4 separate regions of the Mus musculus genome follow, and all the other regions are linked to region 3. The links are chromatin contacts, called in public HiCAR-type and promoter capture Hi-C maps. All regions are on one chromosome and are shown on one strand. Each heading gives the region's core, a stretch centred on a gene start, on an enhancer-like site or on the middle of the called end of the contact. The rest is flanking DNA. Distances are from core to core; before and after follow the strand shown.

The links. HiCAR-type assays count read pairs that join an accessible place to other places. Capture Hi-C pulls out chosen DNA fragments and counts their contacts.
Region 1: a promoter capture Hi-C map of adipose tissue shows a contact between it and region 3, with 3 times the contacts expected there. The contact joins the promoter of Rfc5 here to the promoter of Rbm19 in region 3. A contact is called at or near these places in 1 of 39 promoter capture datasets (liver), 1 of 484 Hi-C or Micro-C datasets (B cells) and 1 of 9 other capture datasets (adipose tissue).
Region 2: a contact with region 3 is called in a promoter capture Hi-C map of liver, with 5 times the contacts expected there. The contact joins the promoter of Fbxo21 here to the promoter of Rbm19 in region 3. A contact is called at or near these places in 5 of 39 promoter capture datasets (embryonic stem cells, liver, pre-B cells and 1 more), 1 of 15 datasets of contacts at CTCF or cohesin (large pre-B cells) and 2 of 9 other capture datasets (adipose tissue and liver).
Region 4: a HiCAR-type map of astrocytes shows a contact between it and region 3, with 5 times the contacts expected there. The contact joins the promoter of Wsb2 here to the promoter of Rbm19 in region 3. A contact is called at or near these places in 1 of 39 promoter capture datasets (embryonic stem cells) and 1 of 115 datasets of contacts at active chromatin or transcription factors (astrocytes).

The regions. Positions count from the first base shown.
Region 1 is chr5:117,385,905-117,392,905 of GRCm38.p6, forward strand. Rfc5 (replication factor C (activator 1) 5) reads right to left here and starts at 3,119. Exons shown (of 11, transcript NM_028128.1): 1 at 3,013-3,119; 2 at 1,965-2,029; 3 at 818-954. The coding sequence starts at 3,074. It overlaps Gm15728 (predicted gene 15728), which reads left to right and starts at 3,218. Exons shown (of 2, transcript NR_166496.1): 1 at 3,218-3,381; 2 at 4,250-5,556.
Region 2 is chr5:117,973,841-117,980,437 of GRCm38.p6, forward strand. Fbxo21 (F-box protein 21) reads left to right here and starts at 2,930. Exons shown (of 12, transcript NM_001346588.1): 1 at 2,930-3,199; 2 at 4,018-4,153; 3 at 5,901-5,995. The coding sequence starts at 2,961.
Region 3 is chr5:120,113,996-120,120,769 of GRCm38.p6, forward strand. Rbm19 (RNA binding motif protein 19) reads left to right here and starts at 2,518. Exons shown (of 24, transcript NM_028762.1): 1 at 2,518-2,654; 2 at 4,665-4,847; 3 at 5,637-5,756; 4 at 5,900-5,935; 5 at 6,102-6,306. The coding sequence starts at 2,619.
Region 4 is chr5:117,353,397-117,360,920 of GRCm38.p6, forward strand. Wsb2 (WD repeat and SOCS box-containing 2) reads left to right here and starts at 3,909. Exons shown (of 9, transcript NM_021539.5): 1 at 3,909-4,077. The coding sequence starts at 4,065. Gm42012 (a long non-coding RNA gene) reads right to left here and starts at 3,464. Exons shown (of 2, transcript XR_878716.2): 1 at 3,231-3,464; 2 at 2,094-2,377. Vsig10 (V-set and immunoglobulin domain containing 10) reads left to right here. Exons shown (of 10, transcript NM_001033311.3): 10 at 1-1,610.

The sequences.
Region 1 (7,001 bases), core at 1,869-4,368, 2.7 Mb before region 3:
CCTCCTGCATGCTGGGATTATAGGTGTATAGTCTGTTTATTATGCTAAGGATCAAACCCAGGACCTTGTGCATAGTAGGCGAGCACTCTATCAAATAAGCTACATTCCAGTCCCTCAAATGCTTTTCTTTCAAATACAGCATTTAGGTTTTTGTAACCTAAGGGTATTAAGGTTGTCAGCCAAGGTCCCAAGAGTTCACAGACAGCATGGCTCAGAGCAGTAATCTAAGAAGATCCTGATGAAGAGACATTTTTAAAGGTGTTTGTCGAGCAGTGGTTCTCAACCTGTGGGTTTTGACCCCAAGGGGTGTCGAATGACCTTTTCACGGGTTGCCTAAGACTATCAAAAAAACAGATAACTGTACTACAATTCATAACAGTAGCAAAATTACAGTTGTGAAGTAGTAATGAACATAATTTTATAGTTGGGGGTCACCACATCATAACAAACTGTATTAAAAGGTCGAAACATTAGGAAGATTGAGAACCACTAGCCTAAACTAAAGAGATATGCAGTATTCATTATCACCACGAAATCTTAAGGGGTTCAACAAGAGCTGTGGGCAGGTAGAGCAGGCTGTGTGGGCAGGGTACAACCTCTAAGTTGGCCCCGCAGAAAGTAGAGGCTGCCAGGTGTTAATGCCCTAGCAAGTCTAAGCAGTATCCCCCATTTTGACACCCCCCAACTCCCCCCAAAACACACACAAGATCCCATTGGTCAAACACAGCCAGGACTCAGATGGTCAGGGAATAAAAGAAGGACAAAGGTTAAGTGTCTGGAGGTCTGAGCTGTTGTGGAGTGAGAGTGTCTCCTTCACCTCCAAGACCATGGAGCCAAATTCTTTATCTTTGTACAGTTGCTTGGCACAGGCCAGGATGGTGGATGTCTTTCCTGTCCCTGGAGGGCCATAGAGAAGTAGGTGTGGCAGGCGGTCTTCACTGATGAACTTCTGAACTGAGGGACAGGAAGGGGTGACATGTGTCAGTCTCTGGGTCCTACACAATCACCTTAGGACCTGGTTATGCTAAATCCAGATATGCTTCAGTTTTTCAGTGTCCTAGTCGGAGTAGACAGGGAGGGGAAGTCCTGAAGTCACACCACAGTTTGTCTGTCTGTCTATCTGTCTTCCACACTAGCTATCTTGGGAGGGTCTATTAAGTTGAGAGCAGAAGTTCTCAACCTGTCTCGACACTTTTAGGAGCTACATATCGCACACATACCCTGCCTATCAGACATTTATTTACATTATAATTTGTAACAGTACCAAATTCCATTTATTAAGTAGCAATGAAATAATTTTATGGTGGGGGGGGGTGGTCACCACAACATGGGGAACTGTATTAAAAGGGCCACATCTTTAGGAAGGTTGAGAGCCACTGGTTTAGAGGCACAGCCTCATTGGAGGAGTCAGGTCACCAAACTCGTGCCTTTGAGGGTCATACTGCTTGCTCCCCCACCCCTTTAGCTCTCTACTTCCTGTCCACTTTGGAGCAGAGTGCTCCCACTGCCACGAAGTTGTGCTCACCAAGGGTCTAGAGTCAACAGAGCCAAGCACTGTGAACCAAAACCTCTTCAAAATCAACCATCCCTCTTCTGTGTTGTCTTCTTGGGACATGGGGGGATTGGGAAGGTGCCTCAGTTAAGCCGGGTGCTCTTGCAGAGGATCTGGGTTTGGTTCCTAGCACCTACATAGCAGCTCACAACTGCCTACAGGATCCAGGGTCCTCTTCTGGCCTCTGGAGGAGCCAGGCACACAAGGTGCACACACTTTCATGTGTAAACAAAACACCTAAACAGTAAAACCAAACAGATCTTGAGACAGTTTGGTACACTATGGAGAAGGCGACACATGGCCGGTTCTATAAAGGCTCAGAGCATCCTCTAAGGGTCACCCAGCAGAGACATCGTCATCACGAAATGGACCCAACCCTCCACAAGGACAGCAGCAACAGACAGATACTTACTGGTACTCAGAATGTCCTGGTGAGAAATGAGATCGGCCAGGGTCTGTGGCCGGTACTTCTCAACCCTGAAATAGGATTCACCGTTAAGTTACAATCTATATACTCAAGCCATGTTCTGTTACATGCAAAGAAGCCCCTTCACATCCTAAGCAGCAGAGGAAGAGAAACCCTTCGCGTCTGAACAGAGCACTGGCTCTCACAACCAGGAGTTGTTCTGTCCCCCCAGGGGACATCGGTCAGGCCAGTTATCTGTATTAACTGTGCAATGGGTGTTAGCAGCATCTGTTGAGTAGGAGTCAGGAGGTTGCTAACATCCTCCAGTGGGCAGGACAGCTCCCCCTTGCCCCTCACCAACAGCGCTGAGACTGCGCAAACGGAACTCATACTCAAATACCTATAAGCAAGAGAACGGGCAATCCACTTATGATGTGGCTTTCAAGAGGGAATCGAGTGCTGAACCATGCTACAGAACAGAAAACCCTTGAGTTCGAGAAGCCAGACTCAAAAGGCCACACGGTCTGTGACTCCAGTCCTGAGAATTTAAATACCGTGTGGCCTGAGACAAGTCTTCCTCCTCAGGATAGACCAGAAGAAAAGAAAATGAAAGCATGGCTAGGCTTGCTTCATTTAAAACACCGCTAAGGTGCTGTAGGGCCATTCAGAATGCAGGCGCTGGGGCCCTGGGTGGAAGATCAGGTCCCTGCAAGTTGTCCTCTGACCTCCACCAGGGTGCGCTGCTACGGTCCCTCCCCCGCAAATAAAGAGGGGATAGAGTGCAAGCGCTGAATTCGGACACGAGTTCGAATCCAACCAAGCCTACCCACTCCTCCGTCCTCGGAACCTTTCTAAAGAAACCCAGGATCAATTTATTAGGGTCATCGGAGCGCAGAGGCGATGCTCGAGGACCCCGAGGATGGCTAAGCTGAGCTCAGAGCCCGTTCAGGTATGGAAGCGGAGGAGCGGCTGCGGCGCCAAGGCCGGGAGCGGGGAAGGATCTGCAAAGCTCCTAGGAGGAAGAGCGGGAAGCGGGATGTGGGGCCGCTCCTACCAGGGCAGGTTCCGGGCCCGGGCCGCCGCGGGCCGCTGCTGCGAAGGCGCGGCCGCCGTCATGACTGACAGATGCTGCGGGTCCCTGCCACTGACCCGCCGCACTCGGAGTCCGCGCGCAAACCAACCCTCGCGAGGCTTCGCCTCCGGCTTCCGGCTTCCGTCCCCCGGCCCGCCTCCTCCCCGTTGCTAAGGTGCTGGTTGCTAGGTAACCCTAGGCGCCGGCCTGCAGCGGAGTTACCGCCTGAGTCGGCTGTCTCAGCCTCCTCGCACGAGGTCCAGGGTGACCGCGCGCTGAAGCCAGAGCCACCGCGGGCCTCACCAGGGCCCGATCCTGTCAGTGCAGGGGCAAGCCGCAAGGAGCAGCAAGGTGTGTGGTCAGTGCAACCTCGGTTCCATAACCAGCAACACACACACAGAGACACACGTACATATACAGGTATGCACACAGTTACAAATATACATATACATACATCCCCATTCACATACATATAAACAGATATACGCCTGCACTCACATACACATACAGATACATACACACAAGTATACACAAATACACAGTTAATACGCATACATACATACATACATGCATACATATATACTCACATATACATGTATATCACACACATATATATACACACAGAACATACACATTCAATCATATATACACATAAATACAGTTACATATATACACATACATGCATACATATATTCATATAAATACATACAAACATTTGTGTTTTATACACACAAATGCATTTTCTCCTACAGTAAGAGGATTACAGACCAATTTTATTTATTTATTTGTTTGTTTGTTTATTTATTTATTTGATTAGTTTTGAGACAGGGTTTCTCTCTGTATCTTTGGCTATCCTGAAGCTCACTCTGTAGGCCAGGTTAGCCTCAAACCCAGAGATCCACCTGCCTCTACCTCCCAAGTGCAGGGATTAATTAAATGTGAGCTTCACCGTTTGCCTGGTGACCAATTTTATTTTCATCTTTAGCTTTTACTTTGAGCCAGGTATGCCTTTAATTCGAGTACTTGGGAGGCAGAAGCAGATGGATCTCTGTGAGTTCAAGGTCTACAGAGTGGCCTCTAGGACAGCTAGGGCTACATAGTGAGACCCTGTCTTAAAAACTCGAAAGAAAACTAACTTTAATTAATTTGTGTGTGCCTCGCTGCACATGTGGAGGCCATGTGCATCAATTTTCAAGAGTTGGTCTTCTTTCTTATGCAGACGTCCTGGGAATCGAACTTAGCTGTCAAGCTTGGCCGTTTGAATCGCAAGATCATCCTTGACTGCATATCCAGCTCATGGCCAGCCTGGTGGTGTACTTAACTACCTTTGGAGTCAAGCAGCTGCCATCTGGGGGAGTTCAGCTGTGTCCACTTACAAAAGAATTACCTTAGCTGGACTTTTTGACCGTTTACATCCCCTCACGGAAGACCCTCACCTGAGTATCCACTGGCTCCCTATAATTTATTGTGTGCAACTCTGCCTTAATTGCACATGGCTTGCCTGGAGGGCAGGGGTGGGGGGAGGAGACTAGAGTACTCAGATTAAGAAAGACTAGGAGAGAGGTCTTTATCTAAGCAGCTATGGGAAAACCCTTACCCTGTTGGCCAAATCTTTTTTTTTTTTTTTTTCTCTAGGCTGGCCTCGAACTCAGAGATCTGCCTGCCTCTGCCTCCCAAGTGCTGGGATCAAAGGCGTGTGCCACCACTGCCCAGCTGCTGTCCACTGGCCAAATCTTTTCTGGTACCATCCCATCTCTGGAGGAAGGAGAACCCACTCTCCTGTAGGTACTCCTCACCTATGCTCTGTAAGGAAGCCCAATAAATTCATTGGTTCCCCCAAATGAAGTATGGCAGTAGACTCATGCCCCGGTTTGTCACTGGAATCTTAGGTGGAGGGGTAGACATCATTTATGCCCCCTCCCATGGAATGCTATCAGCACACAAGGGATTTTTATCAACACTGCAATAAAGGAGACCCTGTCTCAATCAAAACAGAACACATCACAGAAGAAGGAGATCAGATGGCACTCCAAGGATGACAGTACCCCGCCTCTCTGCTTCCTCTGTAGGCCAACTTGAGTGAATACTGGTTCTTTAGATCACTAACATGCCATGCTCCTGACTTGGCTCAGGGGTGATTTTGATGATAACTTCTCTCTGTGGCAAGCACAGGATACAGTGCCACAGTGCACTACACTGATAACAGGGATGGCTGTGAGGGATCAACACAGCCACATAGCTAACACATTGGGGACATGCCACACTCCCTCCCTCCTGCCACTCTCTGCTCACCTTTTCTTTCTCTCATATATATATATTTTTTCCATCTCAAACAAAACTTTGGGCTGGAGAGATGGCTCAGAGCATAAGAGCACTGTCTGCTGTTCCAGAGGCCCTGAGTTCAATTCCCAGCAACCACATGGTGGCTCACAACCATCTGGAATAGGAGCTGGTGCCCCCTTCTGACATGTAGGTATACATGCAGGCGGAACACTGTACACATAATAAATAAATCTTTTTAAAAAAGAAAGAAAGGGTTGGTGTGGTGGTTTCCATGAGAGTGGCCCCCACAGGCTCATCTACTTGAATACTTTGTCCCCAGTTGGTAGAACTGTTTGAAAAGGATTAGGAGGCTTGGCTGTCTTGGTTACTTTTCTATTGCTAAGAAGAAAAACCATGCCAAGTCAACTAGCATAAGAAAGCATTTAGCCATTTAGTGGGGTTGGGGATTTAGCTCAATGGTAGAGCGCTTGCCTAGCAAGCACAAGGCCCTGGGTTCAGTCCTCAGGTCTGGAAAAAAAAAAAGAAAGAAAGCATTTAGCTTGATTACAGTTGCAGAGGGTGACTCCATGGCTGTCACAGTTGGGAGCAAGGCAGCGGGCAGACACAACACTGGAGCAGCAGCTGAGACTTTGCATTTGAGACACCAACCATAAGTGGGGGTTGGGGAGAGCAAACGACCTGGAAATGGATTCTGGGAGCTTTTGCAATCTCAAAGACCATGTCTGTAAGACTCCACTGAACCTTAGCCACCAGGGACCCTAACCACGTGGAGCCAGGGATCGATGCAAAAGCAAGAGGAGTTTATTGTTCCATCCTGCACCCGAAGGAGAGGTGGTACCCCCAGGCAGCCTGTTTGGTGAGTTTTTATACAGTTTCCAAGGGCAGAATAGAGCATCAGCAACTAGACACAATGTGATTGGCAAAGCAGTGTGACTTTTTTTTTTTTTCTTTTTTCGAGAGAGGGTTTCTCTGTGTAGCCCTGGCTGTCCTGGAACTCACTTTGTAGACCAGGCGGGCCTCGAACTCAGAAATCCACCTGCCTCTGCCTCCCAAGTGCTGTAATTAAAGGCATGTGCCACCACACCCCAATGCAGTGTGACTTTTAAACTGGTCCTTAGGGACCACCTAGGTAGCAAATGCTTCCCTTATCTGCAGGTGGCCAATAGTTCCATTCCCCCTGTGGTCTTTCTGAGGAATATAAAGAGCCTCTCCCCTCCAGAGGAGATCCTGAGCTGATCTCTTCAAGTCCAGTGACACACCTCCACCAACATGGCCACACTGAAGTGGAAACTTGTAGTTTCTTTGGAAAGTTAGCTATATCAAATGATGTTTTGTTGGGGCTCATAGGTAAAAGGATGTCTTGCTAAAGCAGACACATGAACAAATGCTTTCCTGAAGTAGACCCAGGTGAAAGAATGTTTTGCTGGGGCAGACATGGTTGAAAGGGTGTTTGGATATAACAGACTCAAGAAAGGACCTGTGATGAAGGAGTATATATGACCCCACAGACAGTGGGAGAGGAGCACTGAATGTTGGTTTGGTTTGCTCCGCCTCGCTATTTATTCTTCACTAAGGACACGCATGTATTGGTTTGCCTTACATACCATTGTTGAGCTCAACTTGTGGTAATGCCGCCATTGAGAGAAACTCGCCAAAGAACTGTTCGTGAGGTTCCAGAGTTAGCTTGC
Region 2 (6,597 bases), core at 1,680-4,179, 2.1 Mb before region 3:
GAAGGCAGCAATCAGAAGCCAGGCCAAGCCCAGCAAACAGAACCGGGAGACTTGGCTGAATGTGGATCCTGAGCAATGGGATGCACCTGGGAGGATACCAGTGGGAGGAAGGAGACGGCAGCTATCTGGGACCCATTTGGACTGGAGGGGGAGAGAATGACGTAAGCCATGGACAGGCGACGGCTGTCCCTTTGTAACAATGTTAGAGACTCAGAGTTATTTCTAAGGCCCGATAGAGGGCCAGGGATAGCTTGGCAGGATCTGCTGAGAATTTCCCCAGGTTCTGACCCAGAGCATCTGAATTGAGGGGAGTTCTTTACCATGCCCTTTGTATACAGCTGGTCTTTCTAACCTGACTCAGAATTCACTCTGGAGATTCAAGGACTCTGACTTTATGATATCCATAGTCCCACAGTTCGGGGTCTGATGATGAGCTGAATTGGGTTTTGTTTGCTTGTTTTTTTGTTTTTGTTTTTGTTTTCCTGAAGGATGGGGATTGCCAACCAGGCAAAGGTGCTTGATGCTAAGCCTGGTGACCTGAGGTCTGTGCCCGGAACCTGTGTGATCGAAGCAGAGAACAGACTCCTGCAAGTTGCCCCCCTATGTCTATATTCACACCACGCACACAGGAGTGTGGAGAGCTTTGAGGGCCACTTGGCAGGAATCTGACATTGGCCAAGGACAAGGAAATGGGCTTCAGGCAGGAATCTGACATTAAGCCATGACAAGGAAGTAAGCACAGGCAGGAATCTAATTTTAGGGTAGAACAAAGAAGTAGGCTTCAGGCAAGAATCTGATTTTGGGCTAGGACAGGGAAGTAGGCTCAGAAATCTTGGTCACCCTTAGAAAAACAGTGGTCAAAGGAGTGATCACAGGACTTTGTTTATTGCCTTTGGGGATGGGGGTGGGGGGCGGAGACAGGGTTTCTCTGTGTAGCCCTGGCTGTCCTGGAACTCACTCGGTAGACCAGACTGGCTTCAAACTCAGAAATCCGCCTGCCTCTGTCTCCCAAGTGCTGGGATTAAAGCAAGGACAGTGCTTGTTCCTTGACTATTTGTGTTTATTGTACTGCTTGACCTTGTTACTTGCATGGAATTAGAATGGTATAAAAGCAGATTGGGAAAAAAATAAACCCACCTCAGCCTCAGAACTGGCTGGGGTCATGCTACAATGTTGTCTGTCCTTTTTCTTTTTAATCCTCACTCCTTCGCTGGAGAACCTGTTGACGGACTGAGCTGGCTTGGTCACGTGAGCACACAAAATAAATTAAAATGTAAATAAAAGCTCATCTAAAGATGAGACCCAAGCGAGATTCTCCTCTGACCTTCAATCACACGCACACACATATGCACACACATGCAGGCATACGTGCTCTCATTTACACACACATACACACACATATACACACATGTGCACACACATGCATTAAGAAAATAAAGCAGCCGGGCGGTGGTGGCGAATGCCTTTAATCCCAGCACTTGGGAGGCAGAGGCAGGTGGATTTCTGAGTTCGAGACCAGCCTGGTCTACCAAGTGAGTTTCAGGACAGCCAGAGCATATGGTAATTGTTGTATTGCCAGAGAGGGCATATATGTCCCCCAAATCATGAAGGATTGTTGAGTGGAAGACAATTAAAAGCAGACACCATGAACACCTCTAAAATCACACTCAGCATTTTGGGAGGCAGAGTCAAAGGGATCAGCGGCTTGAAGGAGCCCAGTCACACAGAGGAGAGCTCCCCACGATACTTCGACCTGCTTCAAATCAGGACATAGATTCAGGGGTTACTACTATTCTCCACACCATCATAGAGCTAGAAATAGGGGTCCCCAAAAACAAATAGTATGCTTGCCTCAGTACCCAGTGGAGAGTGAGTCACCCGTGGAGAAGGCCAAATCACTTCCAGGAAGTGCTTGGTATAAGATAGCCATTTTCAACAGCTTAATTTTGGGACTATGGCATGGCTGTAAAGTGCATGGCTAACCGGCACCAAGCCCTGGGTTTCACCCCCGCACTACCACCTCTGAAGTACATCTTGGTGGTGTATGCCTTTAATACAAGCTATGGGAGGTAAAGGCAGGGGGGCCAGAAACTCAAGGTCCTTCTCCAATACATAATTCAAGACCAGAGTGGACTACATCAGACTCTGTCTCAAATTGCTTTTGAGATCGGATCTTAATATAGATAGCCCAACTTTTGATCTGCGTGCCTCGGTCTCCTGAGAGCTGGGAATTAGGAAGTAAGCCACCATAGTCATTTTTAACTTTTAGTTATTGTCTATGTGGACTCATGTCCCATCGAGAAGGTGAAGGCCAAAGGGCAATTTTGTTTTGTTTTGTTTTGTTTTTCGAGACAGGGTTTCTCTGTGTAGCCCTGGCTGTCCTGAAACTCACTCTGTAGACCAGGCTGGCCTCGAACTTGGAAACCCACCTGCTTCTGCCTCCCAAGTGCTGGGATTAAAGGCGTGCGCCACCACTGCCCGGGCAACCTCGATATATTTATTTTCGAGACAGGGTTTCTCTGTGTATCTCTGGCTGTCATGGAACTCGCTCTATAGCTGAGGCTAGCCTCGAACTCTGAGATCTGCCTACTTCCACCTCCTAAATGCGGAGATCAAAGGTGCCACCGCCTCCCCGAATTTGCGTGTCATCCTAGGCGCAGCATCCATGCAAATCTCTGCATCGTTCCAGTTTTAGTATCTGCGCTGCCGAAGACGAGCACCCAGCTATCATTTTTAAAAATGCCCCTGGGAGAATCAGGACGCGAAAGGACCATTTATCTCTGCAGCAGCAGCCAGCTCTCGCCTCTGGCTCTTCCCAGTCCTCCAAGCGGAGTGGGCGGGACCCCCTGGCGTGGGCGGGGCGTTCCCAGCCACTCCCCCTGAGGGCGTGGTACGGCTTCTTAGGCTCCTATCGCGCGCGCGCCCGCCCGCACAGCGGCCCCCTCAGGTACGCGGACAAGATGGCGTCGGTAGCGGGGGACAGCGCTATGGAGGTGGTGCCGGCGCTGGCCGAGGAGGCCGCGGCTGAGGCGACGGGCCCCAGCTGCCTGGTGCAGCTGCCGGGCGAGGTGCTGGAGTACATCCTGTGCAGCGGCTCGCTCACGGCGCTGGACATCGGCCGCGTGTCCAGCACCTGCCGCCGCCTGCGCGAGGTGTGCCAGAGCAGCGGGCAGGTGTGGAAGGAGCAGTTCCGGGTGAGGTGAGCGAGCATCCCGTTCCCGGGACCCGCAGAGCCCCTCGGCGCCGGGCCTCGCGTGGGGCCCCACCCCGCCACCCTCCGGGCCTCCGGGCCGCGCGCCGCCCTCTTCCCGCGGCCGCAGACAAAGGCCTGCCTGCAGCCCGGGGGGCCCCCTCCGGAGCTCCGATGGGGTCGCGGCAGCCGCCCGAGGCCGGGGCCTCCGGAGCGCTCCGCCCCGGGGGGCTGCGGCCTTCACGCGCCTCCCGGCTGCAGGAGGAGGCGCATCTTTTGTGGCCGCTGCAGGATGTTGACGTGCAGGCAAAGCAGCGGTGCGTGCATTCCTGGCTAGCTCCTTAGGATGCCGGCATCGGACCTGCCAGTCCAGCTCGTGACCTTGGGGGTGGAGGGGGTGATGTCGGTCCACCTCCCTTCTCCAGAGCCTGGGTCTCCTGGTCGGTGATGAGACCCCCCCTCCTTTTTTTTTTTTTCCCATTATGGGGAATCAAATAAGATGAGGCCCGGGTTTGCAGGGCCTGATGCTGAGGGAGGCGCGCCATCCACGAGAACCGTTAGCATCACTGTGATTGTGGCCAGCGCAGAGATTGGGGGGCGGAGGGGGGGCGGCGGCTACTGGTGGTAGAAACGCTGCCTTTCGTGTCGCCACGCCAAGGTCACTGCATCTGAGTAGTGAGGGAATGCATTGCATACGCTATGATTATTGCAACTAGAGCCTCTGCCAAGTCCACCCCCCCCCCCTTGCCCGCAGACTCCTCCGTGGTTTTTTGCAGTCTCTGCGGAGCTGAGAAAGGGTGTTTTCTCTCCCCCCCCCCCCCTTATAGGTGGCCCTCCCTGATGAAGCACTACAGCCCCACCGACTACGTCAATTGGTTAGAGGAATATAAAGTTCGGCAGAAAGCTGGGTTAGAAGCCCGGAAGATTGTAGCTTCCTTCTCCAAGCGGTTCTTTTCAGAGCACGTAAGCATCAGGCTTGGTCATGCTCTGTGTGTGTGTGTGTGTGTGTGTGTGTGTGTGTGTATGTGTGTTCGTGCGCGCACGCGCTCGTTCGTGTGTGCCTGCCATAGCTTTTCAGCTCTTGTTCCTATTTCCCTTTTCACTGCTCACACAGCCCTTTGCTTGCATGCTTATAAGAGTCATTGTGTCCCCTCTCCTCCCGTCCAACAACACGGAGCCATTTGTCCCTGCTAGCCCTACTTTTTTTAAAGCCAGAGGGAGTGGGGTGTTGAGGAGCGGAAAGGGACACAGGGCGGTGTCCACTAGGTCCAGAGAAGCCTTACTCTTTGAGACTGTTAGGCGCTTTATGCACTGTCAACCTCTTGGTGCCTGTTTCCCAGGGAGGCTGCAGAAGTGCATGCCGTGCAGGGAACTGCCTTTTTAAGGAACCAAGGTTAAAAGCTGCCGTAGCTGCTCCTAGCCATTGAGCATTTCTGTTTATCACTGTGGCTCTTTGTTCCGAGAGAGGAGGTTCACTATGCGGCCCAGGCTGGCCTTGAACTCCCGTCCAGCCTCCTGAGGACTGCGATTCCCAGGAGGCAGCCTCAAGCCTGGCTCGAGTCGTGTGTCGCTTTTCTGTAAGGGCTGAGATGTGTGTTTCTTTTCAGGTTCGGAGTTAGTCGTTGTTTTTCTCCCTTGTCCAGAAATGTCCCATGGAAATCGGTGTCCGTTCCATTCACTACTTTTTGTAGGGCTAGGGAATTGTCCCCTCTCGTATTTCCAGTCCCTGCAGATTGTGAGCCGACCAGTGTAGCTGACAGTGCTTGTTTAGTTCTTCTAGGTTGGTGAAGGTTATTTTCTGAAGGTTAGTTCTGATTTCCCACTCTGCTGTTAAAGGAGTTTATGAGCAGCGTTTTCAAGGCGTTTCAAGTTTTGAAAGAGCAGATCTGAACTTTGAACACATTTTTAACTCAGTCCCCAATGGGAACTACAAATAGACACCCCCCAATTTGTTTATAGAAATGCTTGTTAACGGCAGAATGAACCAAGGTTTGGTTCAGTCTGGAACAGTGCCCCTGCCAGTCAGTAACTACAAGTGTTCAGTCCTGGCTTAAATGTGCGCACACACAGGTGTTTTGATGCGGGGCATGTGGGATACAGTTAGTCACAAGCCACTGGTTCACAGGCTCTCCCTGGGATCCACCTGTGGTTGTGTGTGCTTTTCTCTAATAATGATGGATCGGTGAACTCTACTCCCCCCCCTTCCCTGTGTCACTGCTTACTTAATTAGAACGTGTGGTGGACTTTGAACGCAGCAGGGGCACAGTTAGAGGTGGATGCATAGATGGGTGATCAATTTGGCTCAGCACACTGGTTTTCTTGTTTTCTCCATGTGCACACAAATCAACCTGAAACACTGGCTGCTTTCAAAAGGGAAACTGGGAAAAATCCCAGGATGTTAACCCAAGAGTCTTAATGGACCACCACTTCTACACACATACCATCCACTTAACACACATCTATCTCCTTAGCAGGCTCGGAAACTCGGACTGTGTGAGTGTGAGGCTGTAGCCACGGGTGCCAGGTCTGAATGTGCCGTGGCTGCCATGTTGGTTGCTTTCTGCCCTGGAGGCCCTAGGAGGCTGTGTGTAAGAGCCGCTGTCACTGCTCTATGTGTGGCCTCCCTCCCTTGGGACTCTCAGCTATGTGTCTGCCAGGGTCAGCCACGCTAACTCATGGTTGAGGCCTCCTGTGTGTGTCTTCTCCACAGGTCCCCTGTAATGGCTTCAGTGACATTGAAAACCTTGAGGGCCCAGAGATCTTTTTTGAGGATGAGCTGGTGTGTATCCTAAACATGGAAGGAAGGTAAGGCACAGCTTCACCAGGATAACTGCAGAGGGAATTGCTGTGGGGCAGAGAGAGAGAGAGAGTGAGAGAGAGAGAGATTGCGCGAGCGAGCGAGGGAGCTGCGGTGTTTCCAGATAGTTTATGTTATGCCACAGTTATGCTCTGAGAAGCTTTGTGTACACCTACTCCCGGGGTGCACAGTTGACAGGTGGCTCACCCCTGAAGTCCCAGTGCTCAGGAGGTCGGGGCAGGAGAAGCGGCAGCTTTGAGAGAGCGCTGCATAGTGAGCTTCAGAACATCCTGGGATACAGATAAAGTCTTTTGAAAAAAAAAAATGTCAGGGGAGCCGGGGAGACAGTCAGTGAAGACCCAAATCTGAGCTCCCGTGTCATGCAGTGGCCATTCTAGTGCTGGCCTTGATGGCCACCAGCTTAGGCACACAGAGAGTACCAAACTCCATCGAGAGATTGTCTCTAAAGCTAGTGCATATGACTCGTGAGGAATGAGACCTTTGATCGACCACAGGCCTCTATATACGCTCACGTGTGGCTTTACTGAGCACGGGAAGACCTCTTTTCTTGTAGGTATCTAAATAGTAATTCCCTACATGCACTTAGCCA
Region 3 (6,774 bases), core at 1,268-3,767:
TTATTTATTTTATGTATATGGGTACACTGTAGCTGTCTTCAGACACAACAGAAGAGGGCATCGGATCCCATTTACAGATGGTTGTATATATGTATACACACACACATACACACACACACACACACACACACACACACACACACACACACACACACACGGGAGAGTGTGTGCATGCATATGTATGTGGAAACCAGAAGACAAACCCAGATGTCATCCTCAGGAATATGGCCAATCTCCTTTGAGACAAGGTCCCTCCTATCCTGGAGCTCACTAGATAGTCCAGGTCTCCAGCAAACCCCAAGGATACACCTTTCTCTGCCTTCTGCCTCCTTAGCACTGGGGCTCCAAGCACGAGCTACCACCGCTGCTACCTCTGATCCCAGCAAGAACTTTCCTGAAGGTGCCTCTCCCTCTGGGCACCAGCGGTAAATTCTGTGTGCTTGGTGCAGCTCTGCAGCTCTGTTGGACACGTGAGCTCCTTGCATCTGGAGCTCATAGAGGAAGATGCTGGTTAGGGCTTTGTGCTTGAGCTGGTCTTGGAGCTCAGGGATGGAGTGGGTTCAGAGACAAAGATGGCTACCCGCTCCGGCCAATCAAATATGCAGTAACAGACAGTGAGGCGGGCGTAATTTAAAAAGAACCAATGAGAACGGAAGGACGGGAAATGAACCTTTTCATACGCAACCTTCAGAAAAACATAATAATGCAGACAGTTTGCAAAACTATTTGATTAAAAGTTCCTAAAGGCCGGGCGGTGGTGGCGCACGCCTTTAATCCCAGCACTTGGGAGGCAGAGGCAGCCGGATTTCTGAGTTCGAGGTCAGCCTGGTCTACAAAGTGAGTTCCAAGACAGCCAGGGCTATACAGAGAAACCCTGTCTCGGAAAAAAAAAAAAAAAAAAAAAAAAAACCCAGTTCCTAAAGACCTGGGGGGGACCCCAACCTAGGACTGTGCCGGCGAGGAATGAAGACACATGTCCACGTAGAGACAGGCACGAACACAGACGTTCTCAGCAATGTTACTATCAATAGCCATGGGGTACATCCACCCAGATGCCTTAGACAGATGGTTGGATACACAAACATACTGGAGTCCGACATTTGACACTTGTGTGTGTGTGTGTGTGTGGGGAGGGGTAACGAGTGAAGGATGATTCATGCAGAGACATGGATTAACCTTGAAAACAATATGTGAAGAGAAAAATCAGCCAAGAAAGTAACACATCCATAGAGATGCCAGATAGATTCTAGGTTCCTAGAAGGCGGGAAGTTGGTGACTGGTCTTTTGCTTGTATATAATGGTTTCTGACTGTGTGGGGTGTTTCTTGTGGTCTCTCTTTCATTCTCTTCTTCTCCTTCTCCTTCATTTTTGTTTGTTTTGTTTGCCTGTTTTCTTTCTAAAGAGAACAAAAGGACTGGGGGCTGGGTTGGTGGGGAGGCAGGAAGGAGCTGGTGGGACGGGGAAGCCATGATCAAAATATATTATCTGGGGGCTGGTGAGATGGCTCAGTGGGTATGAGCACCCGACTGCTCTTCCGAAGGTCCAGAGTTCAAATCCTAGCAACCACATGGTGGCTCACAACCATCCGTAACAAGATCTGACTCCCTCTTCTGGTGTGTCTGAAGACAGCTACAGTGTACTTACATATAATAATAAATAAATCTTTAAAAATATCTATATAAATTATCTGAAAAAAATGGTTTAGCCTTGGCTGTCCTGGAACTAGCTCTGTAGACCAGACTGGCCTTAACTCAGAGATCTGCCTGCCTCTGTCTCCTGAGCGCTGGGATTAAAGGCGAGCGCCATCACTGCCTAGCTGCATTTTTTTTTTTCAATAAAAAATGTTCTAAGATTGGTTCTCTCCTCCCACTACGAAGAACCAAGGTTGGGGGGTTGGGGGGAGGGAAATCTCAGGCTGTCAGGCTTGCCCACAAGTGCCTTTATCTGACGAGCCATCTTGCCAACTGGAGTTGTCCACTTTAAGTGGGCAAATTGTGTGGCACCTGGACTGTATCTCAATAAAGCTGCCAACAGTAACAAGAAAGGATATGGGGAGATGGAGCAAAATGTCTTTTAGAAGAAGAAAATCTATTTGAGCAGTGGTGGCGCACACCTTTAATCTCAGCACTTGGGAGGCAGAGGCGGGAGGGTTTCTGAGTTCAACGCCTTTACACAATAAATAAACCTTTATAATTTTATTTTTGTAACGGGGGTTCTCTGTGCAGCCCTAGCTATCCTGGAACTCGGAGATCCGCTTGCCTTTACCTTTAAAACAATTTTTTTTTTCTAGGCTCTCTGCTCTTTCCCAGAAGCCTGTCATCCCGAGGGGGTTGGACATCAGCGCCTCCTGCCTTCCTTGCGGGGATTTAGAGGCCCCAAGACCTGGCGGAGAAAACGCGAGCGCTCGGGCCTTTCCCCCGTCCCCGCCAACCCCGCCTTGTGGGTGGGACTTTCCCCGGAGAGAGTCTCCCGTGAGGCCACACCCACTTCCGGATGGAACGCGGCGGGGGCCACGTGACTCGCTAAAAATGGCGGCGCCCAGTGTGGCGGCGTGAAAGTTGTGGGAAGTCGCTGTCGCCGGGGTCGTGAGTCTGAAAAGCGAAGGGAACCTGAGAGCCATGTCGCGTCTGATCGTGAAGAACCTCCCGAATGGGGTGAGCGGGAGCCGGGGATGGGGCCCGGAAGTGGAAGCAGAGGTCCGGGAATGGAGGGTGAAGGATGGAGGGGTTCTAAGTCAGGGACAGGACTGGGGAGGTCCGGAATCCAAGGAGGCGGCACCCTGTCCTGAGGGCTCAGCAAGCCGCAAAGTGGCTTCCGAGCATTCTGAGGATCCTTCCATGTTGTGCTGGGCAGTTTGGGTCAGTTTGACCCAGACCGGAGTCACTTACGGAGAGGGAACTTCATTGGATGTTATTGCGTCCATATGCCTGTGGACCAGCCTGTGGTGCTCTGAGGAGTGATGGGTGTGGGAGGTTCCAGCCCCCTGTGGGTGCTGTCACGCCTCGGCAAGTGTCCCTGGGCTGTGTACAGATGTTGGCGGGGCAAGTAAGTCTGCGTCGGTTCTTGCCTCGACTTCCCTGGATGGCGGACTGTGATGGAGACCCATAAGCCAAATCAATGGTCTTCCTCCCCAAATTGCTTTGGTTTTTTTGTTTGTTTTTAAAAGATTTATTTTTTTATTATGTGTAAGTACACTGTAGCTGTCTTCAGACACACCAGAAGAGGGCGTCAGATCCCATTACAGATGGTTGTGAGCCACCATGTGGTTGCTGGGATTTGAAGTCAAGACCTTTGGAAGAGCAGTCAGTGCTCTTAACTGCTGAGCCATCTCTCCAGCCCACGCCCCCCAAATTGCTTTGTATCCTTGATGTGTGTCACAACAGGGAACAGACTAGAGAATGCTTACTGGTTCACCATCACAGAGCAAGATTAGACTTCAAAGCCAAGTGTGGTGGTGCATACACCTGTTGTCAGCTTTCCATAGGCAGAGGGTGGCGAGTTCAAGGCCAGCCTGGGTTACATAGCAAGATGATGTGGCTAAAAATAAATAAATTAATTAAATTTGTTTTGTTGTTGTTGGGACCATGTGCCCCCCAGAACAGCAGTCCTCAACCTTCCAAATGCTGTGCCCCCCTTTAATACAGTTCCTCCTGTTGTGACCCCCTAGTCATGAAGTTATTTTGTTGCTACTGCATAACTGTAATTTTCTCATTATGAATATAACGTAAATATCTGGTATGTGGGATATCATATGCATCCCCCCCAAAAGGGAGACCCAAGATGATCTCCCCTATTTGGGATTTTGTTTGTTGTTTTGGGGGATGCTTTTTTAAAAAAACAGACTCTTAAATCTGTAGCCCTGGCTGACCTTGAACACCTGCTTCTGCCTCCCCACCATACCTAGCCTCATCTCAGGGTTTCTGTCCTTTTCTGACACGGGATCTCATTTAGTAGCCCTGGCTGTCCTGGAACTTAACATTTATGTAGACCAGGCTGGCCCCAAACTAAAGAAATCTGCCTGCCTCTGCCTCCAGAGTGCTAGGATTAAAGGTGTGCTTGACCACGCCTGGCCTTATCACCAGGTTTTAAAACACACCTGAAAAAATATCTCTTTTGAAATATCTGGGTGCAATGGGACACCCCTGCTGGGGCTGGGAAGTGAGGCAGGCAGATCTCTAGTTTGAGGCCCAATGGGGCTGCACTCCCCATTGTAATTGTTCTACAGTGCAACCCCAGGTGCTGGGGACCAGGGTGTGGGCATCTTTAATGGGCTCCATTATTCGCTGGCTCCCAAGGTAAGCAAACGTTTACACAGCTTCCCTTGTCTTTGTTTATTTGGACAAGCCTCTGTTGGGTATCTTGTTTGTTGTGGCAGCCTCAGGATGGAAGTTGTAATTGATGTCTTCCTCAACGGGGACAGGGCAAGAAAGAGAAGAGACCAATTGAGGTGCCTTGAAGTTCCATTTCCTTATTAAAGAACTGAATGGCCTGCTCAGGGGTGCTCAGCGGGTGTCAGGCTCTGAGCCAGGACCTGGCCACCCTTAAAAAAGTCAAGGTCTGTCACCTGCTCATCTCAGGATTCCCTCCAGGCCCTCTAGGTTATTTGTCTCTTGGCTCCAGGGACCCTTCTCCCTCCTCTCTCTCATTATATCCTTCTGCTCTAGATGAAGGAGGAGCGATTCCGGCAGCTGTTTGCCGCCTTTGGCACACTGACCGACTGCAGCCTCAAGTTCACCAAAGACGGCAAGTTCCGAAAGTTCGGCTTCATAGGTTTCAAGTCGGAGGAGGAGGCCCAGGCAGCACTGAACCATTTCCACCGGAGCTTTATTGACACGACCCGGATCACCGTGAGTCTGAGCGAGTCTCATCCTGCCCACCGTAGAGTTTGCCTTACCTCAGGACTACCCAGGCTTTCAAGTGCTTGAGCATCGTTGCCTGAGAGTCGGCCCACTGCTCACTGGGCCCTCCCCGAGTTTCTGAATTATTAAAGTACTTTTTAACTCTTCACTCTTTTACGTTGTTTGACCTTTGTACCCTGACCACGAGTGATAAGTGTGATAGAACTGGTAGGCGCAGTTACTTCTACAGGGGCATCCATCCCTAGGAGAAAGCAGTTTGCTGACCAGCAACAGCCTAGACCATCTGGGCATGGCTTGTGGGAGTGCCCTCCCAAAGGCTGCCTCAGAGGATGTAGTGGAGTTACCAGAACAGAGGGATGAATCAGTTCATGTGTGGTCCCAGGCGTTCTTCCACACTCCTCTGGTCACCCAACTGTCCCTGGTACCCTGGGCTTGTTTTCTGCTGTAACTGAACTTGCCTTGTGGTAAATAGTCACCTGACTTGTGGCCATTGCTCCCTGTTGCCCTGTACTAGGCAGGGGCTGACTCCCAGGGGACAATAGCATTTCCTGTCACGTTCTTCTGGATGGCCTGGGAGACAGAATTAGTCTTCTGTAAATGGCAGCATGACTTTTTGGGGGGCAGTGTCTAGGCTGGGAATGAAAGTGATTCGCTTTAAAGCAGATAGCAGGTCAGCGACCACTGCACTCTGGGAAACCCATACTCCTGTGCTGAAGGGGATGCACACGTGCCTAGGGACCTCAGCAGCTGTGGAAGCCAGCTCTCTTTCCCATGCAGGTCGAATTCTGCAAGTCCTTTGGAGACCCATCGAAGCCCCGAGCTTGGAGCAAGCATGCCCAGAAGTCAAGTCAGCCCAAGCAGCCGTCGCAAGACTCCGTTCCCTCAGACACTAAAAAGGTATGTAGGCAGTACCCCCAGCCCTGTGCCCAGTGATGGCAGGGTGGTCTCTGGCTGGGAAGGAGTTGGGAGTATATTTAGGATGGTTTTGGAAGGTGGGTACGCCCAGCATCGGCGTGAGCCCGTCTGCCTTCTACTTTCAGGACAAGAAGAAAAAAGGGCCCAGTGACCTGGAGAAGGTGAGTATTCTGTGGGTAGAGAGGGAGGAGGGTGAGTGTTGTGTGGCTGAAGAAGGAGGAGGCCTGTGAGCACTGAGAGGGAGGAGGGCTGGAACACCGAGCCTCCTGAAGCGCTGCCTCATCTCCCTCCTCCTGTCCCTCCTCCTGCCTCTTCCACCTGCCACAGCTGAAGGAAGATGCCAAGTTCCAGGAGTTCCTGTCAATTCATCAGAAGAGGACCCAAGTGGCCACGTGGGCAAACGACGCTTTGGAGGCCAAGCTCCCAAAAGCAAAAACCAAGGCATCAAGTGACTATCTGAACTTCGACTCCGACTCCAACTCTGACTCTGGGCAGGAGAGTGAGGAGGAGCCAGCCAGAGAGGACCCTGAAGGTGAGTGTGAGTCCCGGGAGTGCTGTGCCTTCTGGCCTTTGCCTGGCCTTGGCCTGATGGGCACAAGTACCATATACTTGGCACAGACATACAAAGGACAATTTGTGTGACACTTTCTGGTGACATGGGCTAAGAAAAGTGCCAAGGACCAGCCTGGGCTTGGAGAGGGGTTCCCGAGAGAAGGGGTATCAGGGAGCGGAGAAACAAACGACTCAGTCAAATTACAAGTTACAAACTGACAGCCTATGTTCTGCCCAAGATAGCTTTCCAGATTGTTCTATGTTCTGCTTTCTCTGATCTCCAGATAGCTTTTTTATCAAGACAACTTTTTTTGCAATTCTAAAATCTCATCTCTTGCAAATCAAAGCCCAGTTTTTTATATATATCAATTTGCTCATTACCCGAGGTTCCCTTTTGATTATCCCATGAATCAGCCTCTCAGAATCCCAGCCTCCCATGATCCCAGCC
Region 4 (7,524 bases), core at 2,659-5,158, 2.8 Mb before region 3:
GGGGCCATCATTATAGACTCTCAGCTCCGCCCACCCCAACTATGCTTTTTCCCCTAGAGAGGATTGCACCTCTCCTCTCCTTCACGGTGTACAGGCAGAGCTGCATCTGGTTATGAAAGCCTAAGTGACGAACCTAAGGCTTCTCTTTCCTCATGTCTCCTGTGCTAACAGAGCATCACCTGATAACGAACTGGACACACGGTCCATTTGGACTTAGTGTCTGTGTTCTGGAAATGGGAGTATATGTTTCCATCCTACTTACTGGGCCAGTAAGTTTCAAAAGAAAATAGTGGGTGATGACTTTAGCTTGGGACAGCTGGGTTCTGGGGATTTTTATTTTATTTTATTTTTTTAAAATTTCATCTAAACATTCTGAAGTCAGGGATCTTCTAAGGGTGCAGTAGGTCTGTACTAACCATGAAAATCTGACTTGAAATTTGCACTCTGTACTTGGGTACATCTCTTGGGCACATCCTGCTCAGACAGGACAAGATCTAAGGCTTTAAGGACTTCCTAACACTGGGGCCGGAGGTTTCCTGTGGAGCTGGTTAACAGAAGTACCTGCACGATGTGGGAGAGGTTGTCTGGTCTCTCTGAATGCAGGGGCTAAAGTGAAGAAACCGCTCCCCTTGTGGCCCACCCTGAGGTCAGGGTGTGGAGGAGTCCACCTGGCTGTGAATTGGGAGCCCTTGGGGATGGCTATGACCTGTTCTCTTGCTTAGTGGTGCCTCAGGCACTCTGTCATTTCGTGGTGGGATACTCAGGTTGCCTTCAGTCCTTCGAGCTGGTCTTTCCTTTGAAGCCTGATGACAAGAGTTCCTGAGTTTGTCTGCAACTCAGAGGCAACTTTAAAAGAGAAGTTAGAGGGGAAGCGGCTATCTGGGAACATGGTGAATGTTTGGTGAGATCACTCGGTGCTTCCCGTAACTTCCTCTTATGTGCACACCTGGCGGTAGGAAATACTTGAGGGTTTTTTCCACTAGCAAATGAGAGCTTCAAGGGCTTGGTGCCGACCGCTGTTCTCAAGCCCTGGCCAGTTACCACTGTCTATTTTATCAGCCTGTGTGCACATTTATAAAGGGGCAGTTCAGTTTGGAGCCCAGGCACCAAGGGCTTTGTTTTAAGGCTTTGTTAAAAACTGGAGCCCACATCCCTTCTTTCCGTTGATGCCATCCATACCCAGATCTCAAGGCATATGTGTTAAATGCCAAAGTACAATTTGTGCATTGGTCTTTAAAAAAATAATTCTTATCTGCATGTATTAGTTAACTGATGAACTCCACTTGTTAGAACTGGGAAGAAAACCACTTCATGGTTGTTGTTTTTTTGTTTTTCCGAGACAGGGTTTCTCTGTGTAGCCCTGGCTGACCTGGAACTCACTCTGTAGACCAGGCTGGCCTCAAACTCAAAAGATATAGAAGGTATCCTCCTCACTGGGTACAGCAATCAAACTTCTCACCACAGAACTGGCTACCAGCTACTGCAAAGAAAAACTGCAGATGGGTCAACGTGGTTGACCTTACCATTTCGTAGGAAAAAAATTGGGAGAAATTAGTTCTAAGGTTATACATTTTTAAGACTTTGGAATAAAGTTACTTTTTAAAAAACATACATTTCTATGGTCTTGATTTATGCCTCCCCAGTGGGTGTAAAGAGTGGGGGTTCAGACTCATGCCTGTAATCCCTGCACTTGGGAAGCTGAGGCAGGACTGTGTGGGATTGACTGAGTGCAGCCCAGGCTACAGAAAGAGACCTTGTCTAAAGAAACATCAGCGCTAACTAGCTAGCTAGCCAGCCAGGTGACTCAACCTGTAAAGGTATTTATTTCCAAGCCTAAATTCAATCTCTGGAACCCACATGGTAGGTGAGAACATATTCCCACAAGTTGTGCCCTGGTGTCCACATACATGCCACGGGATCTCTCAACTAGCTGCGCTCGCGCGCGCACACACACACACACACACACAAACAGAAGATACGTAAACGGGCATTTAAAGAGCCATTTGGAAGAAAAGAGCTGTAAAGGTGGTTTTCTTTTGTCCCCGTTACCACTTGACTTGTGCACGCTGAATGCCTAAGTACAGTAAAGGACGTAGCTCACCAATAGAGTGTTTATTTAACTATGCATGGGTTCAGTCTCCAGTGCCTTAAAATAGAAACAAACCAAACCATTAAAAATGAGACCCTAAAGACAGCAGGAAATGGCATTTGGGAAATGAAGCACAGGAAGGAGGAGCTGGAGGGATGGATGGCTCGGTGATAGCGCTGGCAGCTCTGCAGAGGACTGAGCTCAATTTCCATTGCCCACAGGACCGCTCACATCATTTGTCCATCAGTTCCAGGGAATCCCATGTCCTCTTCTGTTTTCTTTGGAGACCTGGAAAGTATGTGCAGGCAAAACCACCCCTCCCACACAAGTATGCACACATGTATACACACACACACACACATGTACACACACACCCCTAGTGGTGACATACTAGGGACAATACCGTTGGCCTCCACAATATATTCACAAAGAACACTGATGAGAAAATGGTAGAGATGGGGGAAACATGACACGTTAAAAAGAACTGGGAAATAGTGGAAAGTTAAGTCTGGAGAATAGAATTGGGATCTAAGGCGATCAGGAAGGACATCAGAAATAAAACGGGAACCCCGGGGCTGAGTAAGGGTGAGGAACAAGCCATTAAAAAAAAATGCCTTTAGATATCGAGTGTGTTAAGGGAGGCTGTTAAGTAAGAATGAAGAACGAGAAAGGGGACAGGGAGGTAGAAAACGTGTGTGTGTGTGTGTGTGTGTGTGTGTCCTCAAAACAGACAACTGATAAACCGCGGGTATCTTCTAGGAGACCTGAGAACTGGGTCATGAATAGTGTGCCTGGACTAAACGCTAAGTGGAAGAGAGACGCATACAAAGCAAGAATGTAGAAGCAAGGTTCCTACCGTTCCAGCTCAAAAAACATGGGAGAGCAGACTTAAACCCATCACTTTTCCTTCCCTGGCTCCACATTACAAAGAGATCTATGACTCAAAAGGGAAGGAAATGGGGACATTGAACTTGGAGAAAAAAAAGTCCAGGCTGGAAACAGGAAAAGGGACTGGAGCGACCTTGAGTGTGGGTGGTGGGTGGGGTGGTGACAGGACACTACCAGGGGATTACAGAGCCCATGAGAAAGTCCAAAGCCAAGGAACAACTACAGGAACTACTTAAAACCCCTTTTCTCCTACCCTGGCTCCAAGTTAAATCCACCCGACACAAACAGGACCAGGACCCGAGGCACTAGCATCTGAGGACACGAAGAGGGAAATCTCGGGGTGTGTGGGGGTTAACCTTGACCTCCTCTCCCCTTAGTTCCTCCCCCTTGGCTTTCCCAGCATCCCTCCCGCTGGGGCCGTTGTCAAGGCCAGCATTTCAGCTCCCGCTGGGATCCCCAGTTCCCTGCCCCCCAGCCAGCATCATGACCCGGGCAGCTTCCCTGAGCCTCGAGCGAGCGAGCAGTCCCTTAGGTTTCTCCACGACACCCCCAGCCCTTGCCCGCCCCACCCCCATCTCTACTCGCTCCAATTTTAGGTTTCCACTTTGGATGCTCTCGGAGACCCCCAACCCCATCCTGCCCGGGGCTCCCCTGCCCCCTTCTCTGTCTGCTCTGCCCAGTGTTCCCCCCCACCTCGGGTCCCCTTAGCCCCGCTTCCTCCGGGCTCCGCGTCCCTTTAGTCCGGCGTTCCCTCCCCCCCCCCGCTCCCCGCCCCCCGCCTCCCGCCTCCGTCCCCACAGCTCGGCGTCCCCCTCGAAGCTCCGCGTCCCGCGCCCGCCGCCCACTCCGCCTCCGCCCCCGCATCCCCAGCGTTTCCCCTGCGAGCTCTCCGCCCCGGCCCCGGCCCCGCCCCCGCCGGCCGCCATGTGACGGGAAGCAGCTGATGGCCTCTGCGGGCGGCAGCGGCGGCGGCATTGGCGGCGGTGGTGGCGGCGGCGGGCGCGGCCGCGGCGGGGCGGGCGCGGAATGAAGGCCCACGGCCCTGGGGGCTGAGGCGCCCGCCGCCTGGGGCGGGCCGCGCGTCCTCATGGAGGCCGGAGGTGAGTGCGGCCGCGGCGGGGCGGCGACCGAGGCGGGGAGGGCAGCTTTGTTTCACTTTCGCTGTCAGCTGCGGCAGCCGGCCTCCTGCCACCGCGGGGACCGGCCGCCGTCCCTGAGCGAGCCCACTGGACTGGGATGGCTCCAGAGTCCCCGGGTCGCCTGCGCCATGGCCGGGCTTCTGGCCTCAGCGCCCATCGCGGCTCGGTAGTAGCTGCGGCCGCTGGGTGGGTGCCTGGGAACGGGGTGGGGCCCCGGACACTGCCCCGGGGTGACACGTAGGTCCCGACACCCTAGTGGGTGAGGTCCACAGCTGTCACCACGAAAGCTCAAAGTGAGAGCACGGGATGAACTTGCTGGCCGCCTGGAAAAGCGCAGAGATGCTAGGGATGGCTAGACCTGCAGCCCCTCGGGGCTTCTCCCTGGAGGGCTCTTGTCCCAGCGTCCTGATCACGGAATAGTAGCGTGGGTTGGGGACCTGGGGGAGGGGGCTGTCGCCACACTCCAGGGTCCCCAAATACCGGAGCTGAAAGACAGATTCCGTAGGGGGATTTTAAGAGTCAAGGCCTAGGGCTCAGACTTGTTCCGGTGAAGTTGAAGCTTCACCCAGGTCTGGAGGACTCGGATGCACCAGAGGGCTGGCAGGGCCGGATGGGGTTGTTGGAAAGGCAGGTGTTCCCTGGGGTGGTGTCCCCTTTGCATTTAGGAAATGACATTTCTTTGTTTGCAGGAGCCAGGCTTTCAGGGAAAGGTGTCGCGGCAGCTCCTCTCCCGGGTTTCCATCTAGATTAAAACCTTTCAGTATCTTCCCTATAGAATTCTGTTTAAATGGCCCCTACTGTTTTCTTCTGTGACTCTTTTTATAGCTTCCGTTTTCGTTTCCATTGATGCCTCAAAGTTGTATCTCAAAGCAATCTGTGACCAGACCACCTCCCCCCCCCCACACACACACTTTTTTTTTAAACCGGAATCTTTTCCAGTGCAGAGTTTTTCCCTAGTGATTGACGTCTGTGTGGTAGGCGGTGGGCAGAGCTGTTGGGAGCTACCAAGCTACTGTTAAAAAGGCCAGACACTAGGCCAGAGTTTTACTCTCTTTTCAAACTGAATAATGTCTATTGTAAAAGGATTACAGTAGAAAACAGTAGAACGGTGGTTACAATTAATTTATTCATTCAACAAATATTTATTATCTGGTATGTGCCGGGCACCCTCTGGGTCCTTGCTGGCCCAGAGTAATATAATAGCAATATGTAATTTAAACGTAGACACATTAAAAAAAGGCAACAGTTGAAATTAAAAAGGATAACGTATCTAAAATATTTCAAGTTTAATTTATGCCATGAAACAAAAATTATAGGAATGTTTTGGAGACGGAAGAATTTTTCTGTGTGGGCGTTTTAACTGCCAGTTTGTCTGCACCACGTGCTGCGTGCAGTGCCTGAGGGGGCCAGAAGAGGGCGTCGGAGCCTTTGTACCAAGTTACAAAGAGTTGTGAGCCTCCAGGTGGTTCTGGGGATGGAACAGCAAAGCGGCTCCTATGCAGCTGTAACAGCTGAGCCATCGTTACCGCTAAGGCTTTACAGTGTGGTGTGTGCTTTATAATTTTTAAAAACTATTCTTAGATTTACTTTTTTATATTTTATGTGTGTGTTTTGCCTGCATGGATGTCTGCACAATGCATGCACCTGGTGCCTGCAGAGGCCAGAAGAAGGCATCAGATCCCTCGAAACAGGAGTTACAGACAATTGTGAGCTACCATTTGGGTACTGGAAATCCAGCGCAGGTTCCTCTGCTAGAGTAACGAGTGCTTTTAACTGCTGAGCCATCTCTCCAGTTCCATGTATTATATTCTTAAAGATTGATTTGTTTATTTCATGCATGTGAGTACACTCTAGCTGTCTTCAGACACACCAGAAGAGGACATCCAATCCCATTACAGATGGTTGTGAGCCACCATGTGGGTGGGTGCTGGGAATTGAACTCAGGACCTCCGGAAGAGCAGTCAGTGCTCTTAACCACTGAGCCATCTCTCCAGCCCCGTATTATAGTCTTAATAGACTTCCACAGTTCAGGGGTTCAGTAACTGCTTATGGCTGGTGACTAGTGACAGACAGGCAAGGTGGTTTGAGGAGGAAATAGACCCCAGATGCATGCTAACCACAAACTCAACCCAGAATTCCCTAGTGTAAAGAAAGCTAAATGACTAAAGCTAAAGGACAGCGACTTAGTCACCCTGCTGAGTTAGCAATGTCACCAAGAAGGTGACATGGACACAGAGCGCTGATTATTATGATGGAGCAGCCAGTCAAAACTCTCCAAGCTGGCCTGGAGAGACCAGAGTTCAGCCATTAAAAGCTAGGCTCACAGCCAAAAAATATGAGAGTTTGGTTCCCAGCACCCACGGCTGGGCAGTCTCTCCAGCCACCAAAACCAACCAACCATCCAAACAAATCTCTCCAAGCTGACAGCTCAGCCTAGCAATGCAAAGATCCCTCGGCAGGAGGAAGGATTACCAAGCTTGCTGCCAGCCATGCTCCTGCCTCCACCTCTGTTAAAGGGGCTTTCCTTGTGTGGAAGAGGCTTTGATAATCCTCCTCCCGTTCTGCCTGTTGTACACATCCCTTGTTTAGTTGGGAAACCTGGAAGGGTTAGGGAAATGTCGGTCAAAGGTTACAGAATCTCCTTTAGCTAGGACAGTGACTACAGTTAATAACAGTTAGGTACTTGGAAACTGCTGACAGGTTTTTAAGAGAGTCCTCCCCGAGAAAAATGCGGAGAATGTGAAGGGGTGCGTACGCTCATTAGCTTAATTGAGCCCTCCTCTCCCTGTATGTTGGCTTTCCCACTTATCCGTACGTCACGTGGTGTCCAGAAAGTATGCGGGGCGTATTAATTTACCAAAGTCCTGACCCAGCCGCGGCGGGCCATGCAGGTACTGTCTCAGATGAAGCTGGATCCTCCCAGTTCTGCTTGGTTTGTTTGGAAGTGCTGTACGAATTACAGTTTTGTTTTCCAGTTGCCAAGTTTAGTTTGGGCCCAGACTCCAGGAGACTGGTGTCTTCTTTTAGAATCTAGATTCCTGACCTGAAATAGCAAAAGATGAAACCCCCCAGACCCCAGAAATAGAGTGTGAATTCTGGGCAGGGCTAGGGTTTGAGAATTCCAAATGAACAGTGGATGCCACATGCATCTTGGTAGTCCAATGGGCTCCACTTCCTGTGTATTTAAGAGGTATTGCATGTCTGTCACGAGTATCTCTTGGTAGCCTGACCGCTTGCTTTGGGAACAAACAGACAAGATTTGCTGCTGTGAGCAGACCTCCTAGTGCCTGGGGCGGGGCCGGGGGTGAGGCCGGAGGGGGGGGTGGGGGTGGGGGAGTGGTAATGACCTCAGTAGTCAGGAGTTCTAGAAAGGAATTAATGAGGAGTTGTGAAGGCCCTTGATTACTG